Regions from separate parts of the Mus musculus genome. Here region 1 is linked to region 2. The links are chromatin contacts, called in public HiChIP or PLAC-seq maps. All regions are on one chromosome and are shown on one strand. Each heading gives the region's core, a stretch centred on a gene start, on an enhancer-like site or on the middle of the called end of the contact. The rest is flanking DNA. Distances are from core to core; before and after follow the strand shown. Region 1 holds the start of Fbxw4 (F-box and WD-40 domain protein 4). Region 2 has its middle 28 kb from the start of Lbx1.

What was found. HiChIP or PLAC-seq counts read pairs in DNA pulled down with a chosen protein or histone mark.
Region 1: an H3K27ac HiChIP or PLAC-seq map of acute myeloid leukemia shows a contact between it and region 2, with 3 times the contacts expected there. The contact joins the promoter of Fbxw4 here to the enhancer-like site in region 2. A contact is called at or near these places in 14 of 39 promoter capture datasets (the 3T3-L1 cell line, the C10 cell line, HPC-7-derived erythroid cells and 9 more), 4 of 15 datasets of contacts at CTCF or cohesin (the NIH/3T3 cell line, large pre-B cells, pro-B cells and 1 more), 15 of 484 Hi-C or Micro-C datasets (B cells, adipose-derived mesenchymal stem cells, cardiomyocytes and 5 more), 15 of 115 datasets of contacts at active chromatin or transcription factors (acute myeloid leukemia, astrocytes, bone marrow-derived macrophages and 10 more) and 2 of 9 other capture datasets (embryonic stem cells and macrophages).

Annotation. Positions count from the first base shown.
Region 1 is chr19:45,658,696-45,661,989 of GRCm38.p6, reverse strand. It overlaps Fbxw4 (F-box and WD-40 domain protein 4), which reads left to right and starts at 1,797. Exons shown (of 9, transcript NM_013907.2): 1 at 1,797-2,214. The coding sequence starts at 1,961.
Region 2 is chr19:45,207,039-45,210,747 of GRCm38.p6, reverse strand. No RefSeq gene overlaps it. Among named protein-coding and RNA genes, the nearest start is that of Lbx1, 28 kb to the left of the region's middle. Within about 2 kb of position 1,392, at least 80 of the 459 cell types and tissues checked have an H3K27ac peak or open chromatin away from gene starts, as enhancers often do. A contact at or near this core is called in acute myeloid leukemia, craniofacial prominence, embryonic stem cells and 1 more, where this site is marked.

The DNA.
Region 1 (3,294 bases), core at 548-3,047, 450 kb before region 2:
ATTCCGGTCTGACCTTGTTACATGATGCTTTTGCAACCCTTCTGTGCTAGGTTTCCAGTGGTTTTCAGAACCAACGTCTTACTCATTCCTGGTCCTTAAAAATGTTAAAAGGTATAGATACAAAAGAAAAAATCTTCAATCATTTTTATATGGATTTTTGGGTTGTTTTCAAGACAGTCTGACTACAGACAGACCAGGCTGGCCTTTAAATTGTGATTTCACTGCCTCCTAAAGTGCTGGGATTACAGGTGTGTCCCACCACTCCTTGGTTCTTATATAGAGTCAAGAAAAGGAAACTTATTTTGCCTTTTTCCCCCCTTTTGGAGACAGGGTCTCAGTATGTAGCCCTGGCTGGCCTGAGATCTGCCTGCCTCTGGCTCCTCAGCTCTGGGACTATTAGCATGTTCTACCACGCCTGGCTCTCCTAAGTCTTACTTCCTAAGTGCTGTCTAATAGAGAAATAACACGGAATACAAAGATTTCTAACAATTATACGAAATATACTGAATTCAGTTCAGTATGTCCAGACTACTAATAATTAACATGTAGTTTAGAATTATGTAAGACATCTCACATTCTTTTTCCTGTCTAGCTCTTCAAAATCAGCTGTGTACCTCACTTATGCTTACAGCACGCTCAGACCTGGAGACCCTGCCTTTCACACACACAGAAAGAAGCCACATGTGATTAAAGTGGCCCCACAGATCCAATGGGACAGCATCGATCTGTACTTCTGAAGCTTAGATTGGTTCAGGTGGATCCAGTGGGTGGTATGGGAAACGGATCCCTAGTAATCTTGTAGATTCAGCTCTGCCTATGTAACGGCTACTAAAAAACCCCTGCTTGGCCACGTGCTGCTTCGTTTGGGAGCTGCGGACTCAGGATCTAGAAGGTTGGTTTTACCTCCCTCATTGTTGTCGAATCATACTGGGACAACCTACAGGACCTTGGTTGACATCCTTCGTGAGACCAAGGGCAATGGAACTTTCTAACGTCTGGCTTGCATTTTTTTAAGAATCTGGTTTGTGGCTTGTGGAAAGAAGGCATCAACCTGGGGAAGAGGAAGCCTCATGGGACCAAAAGGCCCCTTGAGGGCAGAGGCTCAACTTTGATAGTTCCTGAAGCCACAGGCTCCTCTTGTGACGTAGGTGGGAGTTTTCTGTGAACCTTTCAGCAATCTGTCTGTCTGTCTGTCTCTGTCTTTTTAATTTGGACAGTCTCTTGCTCTGTAGGCCAGGCCGGCCTTGAACTCATGGCCATCCTCCTGCCTTAGCCTCATGCCGGGATCACAGACGAGAGCCATCAAGCTCGCTTTCTCCATCCGGTCTTGAAGACACACGCTTCAACTAGATGTTCCTGGTGCTCCAGAAGATGGGGATGTCAGTGACCAGGTTGGGGTTCGCACCCCGAAATACAGGCGTGAGGGGCGGGTCTCGGCTTGGGCCCGCGCCGCCCCATGTGACCCGGTCCGACGTGGTGTCGCCTCCTCTCGAGGAGGCGGTGGCGTCTTCGGCTGTGCGTCGAGCCGGCCCCGCGGCCGCTCATGAGCAGCCAGGGCCGCTCGGGTCCCCCCGGGAACCGCGGGCCCAGGGAAGGCGAGGGCGGGGAGGCGAGGAAACTGCAGGAGGCGAGGGTCGCGCGGGGAAAGCAAGGGAAAGGGAAAGGGAAGGGGAAAGCAGGTACCGGGCACGGCGGAAGAGGAAGCGGGGCGGAAGGAAAGCCGGGCCTGCAGCCGGAGAGGAAGGCAGCGGGGCCGGCGGCTGAGGCAGGCCGGGGACAGGAAGGCGAGGGAGGCGAGGAGGAAAGGCCGAGAAGCTCCGGGAAGCGGGATGAGGGCAGCGCAGAGCCGGGGAAGGAGGAGCGGAGGGTCGGGGCCGGGCGGCGGGAGGACGACAGCCTGGAGAGAGGACAGGAGCAGGGACCTCAGGCGTGCGGCGGCATCCCGGGAACCCGGACGGCCATGGCGGAGGACGCGGCGGAGGATGCCGCAGCGGCGGCCGTGGAGCCGGCCACCCGTCCGGCCGCGGGGCCCGCGCTCTGGCGCCTGCCGGAGGAGCTGCTGCTGCTCATCTGCTCCTACCTCGACACGCGGGCCCTCGGCCGCCTGGCCCAAGTCTGCCGCTGGCTGCGGCGCTTCACCAGCTGCGACCTGCTCTGGCGCCCGATAGCCCGGGCCTCGCTCAACACCGGCTTCACGCGGCTCGGCACCGACCTGTAAGCGCCCGCTCGCCCGCCCGCTCCCCGCCCCGGGCCGGCCAGCGTCCTGGGAAAGGGCGGGGCGCCGAGGCCTGGTCGGCTCGGGACCGTGTGGCACCCGGAATACTGAAGCCCAGACTTGCCCCCCACCCCCTCCCTCTCCCCTCCCCCAGCACCCTCGAGGAATACTGGTGTCACCCCTCTTCAAGATTCCCCAACCCGAGGAAACTTCCGGAGAGCATTCCTCAGTCGGCACCCTCCCCCGTGGGCGGCTACTCACAGTTAGCCATCCTAAAATGAGTATTCCCAAAGGTTTGGCTCCCTGGGTTCCTTGCCCTGTGTCCTGTGCGACAGACAGGACCTGAAGGGTGACTCCTGCTGGTTCTAGGGCCCAGGCCCAGGTCCACCAACGTGGTTTTTGTGGCCTTTCGTCCTGCCCACCCTCTCAAAGGTTGTTAGGTTTCAGGGCTCAGATCAAATTAAATGTGCAGAAAAGGGCTCAGAACCTTAAAAAAACAAAAACAAAAACAAACAAAAAAACCTTTCAGTTCCATTGTCAACCTATTTTAGGACTTAATTCAGGTGGAAGGACCCACAAAAGATGTCTGTGTGAGGCATCAAGTTGGATTTGGGGTAGGCGGTATCCAAGATAGGCAGTTTGACCTAGTAATATCTGAGACCCGTGGATGCAAACCATTCCTAAAACACTCAGGCTGTTAAACAGGAAGGGGAGAGCGTGTATGACAGTCACAGAACTGGTCAGGATAAACGCTTTCAGACTGCACCCTGCTCTTGCTTTGTTGTAACATATGCGAATATAATAAAGTTTTAAAAAACCGTAAGAAATGATCATTTGATGCACTCCTATTTCCATTTTAAAAGTTTTTCAGTTGCACACCCCCTAACCCTACTACCCCCCACCCCCCACCCCACTTCCCCATCCTAACAGAATGAATGCTTAATGAATGATGTAATAGATTTGGAGGTATGTCATACGCCATGACATAATTTGTCTTGAATTAACTCCTTAGAATAAAAATTTCAAGGTAGCCACTATTGGATTAAAGGTTTTGATGGGCAGAGGTCACAGTATACCAG
Region 2 (3,709 bases), core at 143-2,642:
GGCTGATGTTAGGTATCTTCCTCCACTGCCCTCCACCTTATAGATTGAAGCAGGGTCACCTAGGTGAACCCAGAGCTTGACCACTGGGATGCTCTACCTAGTCAGCTTGCTTCAGAGGTTCTTGATTTCCACCTTCTGAGTGTGGGGTCATGGGCAGAGCACTGCACCCACTCGGCATTTACATGGGCGCTGGGAATCTGAGCACCATTGACTCGCCTGGGCAGTCAGTTCTTTACCCAGTGAGAAATTTCAAGCCTCAGAATCTGTAGTGTGTGTGGTGTGCAGTGGATGTGTGTCTATGTGTGTGTATGTGTGTGGTGTGTGTCTGTGGTGTGTGGTGTGTCTGTGCACAGGTGGAGGTTCTAGAAGGTACAGGAAGAGCTGGGGAAGAAGTGTGCCAGATTAAGATAAGCTCAGCCGGACTCCTGAGGTTGGCTGGAGGGTTAAGAGTTACACGTGTGAGTCAGGGCTTGGTTGACATTGGGCGTATGCTGAAGAAGATGCAGGCAGTAGTGGTGGCAGAGGAGCCTGGACAGGCCTTGGCCCCAGGATAGCATCTGCTCTGGGAGACAACCCAGGCTGGTTCTTCAGAGACTGGCAGAGGAGCCACCGGGTGGATAGGAAGGGCCAATGACTCATGGAGGCTCTTGTTTACATATTATCTCTCACCTGCTTCAGAAAGCTTTTGAAGTGGCGCCTAATTGAAGCCTCGGGTAGCTCGGCTTGCTGAGACCAGAGAGATCATGTCAGGGCTGGAGGCTGGCTTGGGTAAGGCTGGCACACCCGGGCGGGTACACTGCCCATGGAAGGAAGGCAGACCGAGCCCTGACTGGGCCAGGACGGAAGCTGGGAGATTCTCAGAAAGTCTGTGTAACCTGGGAAGATCGGTTTCGACACTTCCGGTTTGAGCCTGTTGAGTGTTTTGTTTGAGGCAGGGTCTAATGTTTTCCAGGCTGATCTCAAGCTGGCTGTGTAGCCAAGGAAGACACCTTGAAATTCTGGTCCTTCCACCTATACCTCCAAGTGTCGGGCTTACAAATACGCGTCACCACACACGCAGTTTATTAATGCTGGGCACCGAACCTGGGAGTCCAGGCTTCACACAGCTAGGCCAGCACTCTCCCAGTCAAGCAAGGAACATCTTTAGCCTCTGCTAAGGTTCTCTTTTTGTTTCTTTTGTTTTTGTTTTTCTGAGACAGGGTGACTCTGTGTAGTCCTGGCTGGCCTGAAACTCACTCTGCAATCTAGGCTGGCCTTGAACTCACAGAGATCCACTTGCCTCTGCCTCCTGAGTGGAGTGACTAAAGGTGTCACTATCTGTCAGGCTCTCTGTTGGGACACTTGTTAGCTATTCTGAGCCCCACCTGGCAGAGGCTTTGGTCTTTGTTCTTCAGGAATTTCCAACTTCTGGTCTCTAAGAGGGAAGGCCTTTCCTTCCAGGGTCTAGATGTCCCTGACCTCAGGCTAAAAGACTCATGGGAGGGAATCTTGTCTTATTTTAATTTACTTCTTTTTGTTTTGTTTTGTTGTTGTTGTTGTTTTTCGAGACAGGGTTTCTCTGTATAGCCCTGGCTGTCCTGGAACTCACTTTGTAGACCAGGCTGGCCTCGAACTCAGAAATCCACCTGCCTCTGCCTCCTGAGCGCTGGGATTAAAGGCGTGCGCCACCATGCCCAGCTTTAATTTACTTCTAAGCCTACCCCACACCAGCATGGTCTGCCCCATGACCCCCAGAGTAAAACTTGGAGGAATCCTACTGCTTCGTCTGCCTTTGTCTGGTAGCACTCGGAGAAAGAAGTCTCCGGTTCCCAACCCCCAGGGTCTTCTTAGGCTATGACGCGGGGGTGGGTGCTGAACTCTGTCTGCCCCTCCTCCACAATGCTTCCGGCCTCTTACCTGACCGTCCCCGACTCCTCCGGCTTCCATCAGATCAGGTTTCCTTAGGAGGCACACTGACAACTTCCAAAAGTTACACCAAGTTTTGGCAAGTCTGACTGAACCCCGACAGACTTTTCTGTCACATTTCCTTACAGCTACTTAAACCGCACTTTGCTGTGTAATAGAACACCTCCCAGTCGGGGAGCCGGAGGGGTCTCCCGCAGGCAGGATTCAACACGAAGACAGTCAGGAAAAGCAGAGGCTGGGGGTTTAGCCTACAAGGGTAAGTTCGTCACCCTGGGGGGTCGGGGAGATGCTGATAGAGAGGCACAGAAAAGCCAACTTCAGCCAACCAGGGTCATGGGGCGGAGAGGCGGAACGCAAGGCTTCTCTGCTTAGACGGTCACCACATCTTCCTACTCTGCGGAAGGGAAACCCAAACCCCATCCTGAGCCGAGGGACAGCCGGTAGGAGGTAAGTGGATAAGAAGACACGTGAGCATTGAGGGACTATCAGGGCCGAGCTGATGGCCTGAAGCCAGAGAGGGAGGGCTTTCCAGTAGTAGGTGAAGAACAGAAAGGAAGACCGGCGCTGCCCCGGGGACCCCACCCCCGACATTCTTGGAGTGTGAGATACATTAATTAAGGAAATAAGCTCTGGGTTAGGAGGGAAACGGCGGCTTGCAAGAAGCAGAACCAGAGAGGAGTGTCTACGGAAAGGAAATCGGGTCAGGAGAGACTCCCAGTCACAGGGTAGGAGGCTGTTCTAGGGGCTCAGAGCCAGGAACACAGCAGTCATAAACTAGGGTTTTTGCTCTGAAGTCTCCCTCTCGTCACACATGTGCCCCCCCCCTCCCTACGGTAGGACACTGAGCAGCTGGGAACATCATCTCGAGATGCATCTCAAAAGACAGGGACAGAAAGCCACCAGAATGTCACAAAAGTTATGTCCTCTGAGAAGGTGAGTTTGGAGGTCGGTTGGCCAGGGCGAGGGAGGAAGGAAGTGGGGGTTGGGGGGAGAACACTGGCCTGCAGCCTGTGCTAGAGAAGGAGCCAAGGCAGAGCCCATGCTGGGTGAGACCGTCCTGACTGTCCTGAGACATGCTTTGTAGACCAGGCTGGCTTGAACTCAGAGATCTGCCTGCTTCTGCCTCCCAAGTGCTGGAAATAAAGGCCTGCACCGGTTGGCTGAAATCTCCCTCAATCTCTTCGAAAAGAAAAACAAAAACAAACAAAAAAAAAACCATAAAACCAAAAATCAAAGCATTGCTTTGCTTTCTGTAGCTGTTCTAAAACCCTTAGAAGTGAGAAAATCAGGCTGGTGAGTTGGATCCCCAGGACCCTCACATGTTATCCCCTGACCTCAGCACCATGGCAACCAGGCTTGCCCTTCACTTCCCACCACAAACGGAGGAATGTTCTCTAAAAATGAGAAAACCGTCCTTTTGAGTTCAGAAGAGCTCCCACGACCGCTAACCCACGACCGCTAACCCACGACCGCTAACCCACGACCGCTAAGCGTCAGGTTGGGCACCTGACCACACACTTCCAGCTCTGAGCCCTGAAGTATGGACTCTGGAGAGGCAGCAGTGAAGGAAAGTCATACTTCAGCGGTGCAAGCCTGGCCGTACAGCGCCAATGCGAGCTTCTCATTGTTGGTCTTCATTTGCTTTAGTTCTATGGCCTTTGGGGACTTCTAGTACATTCCATTTTGAAATAACTTTTTGTGTTAGTCAGCTTAATACTGTGATAAAATACATAAAATACAACGAAAGTTGATATAAAACATGAATAATCAGCCAGGCGATGGTGGTGCACACCTTTAGTCCCAG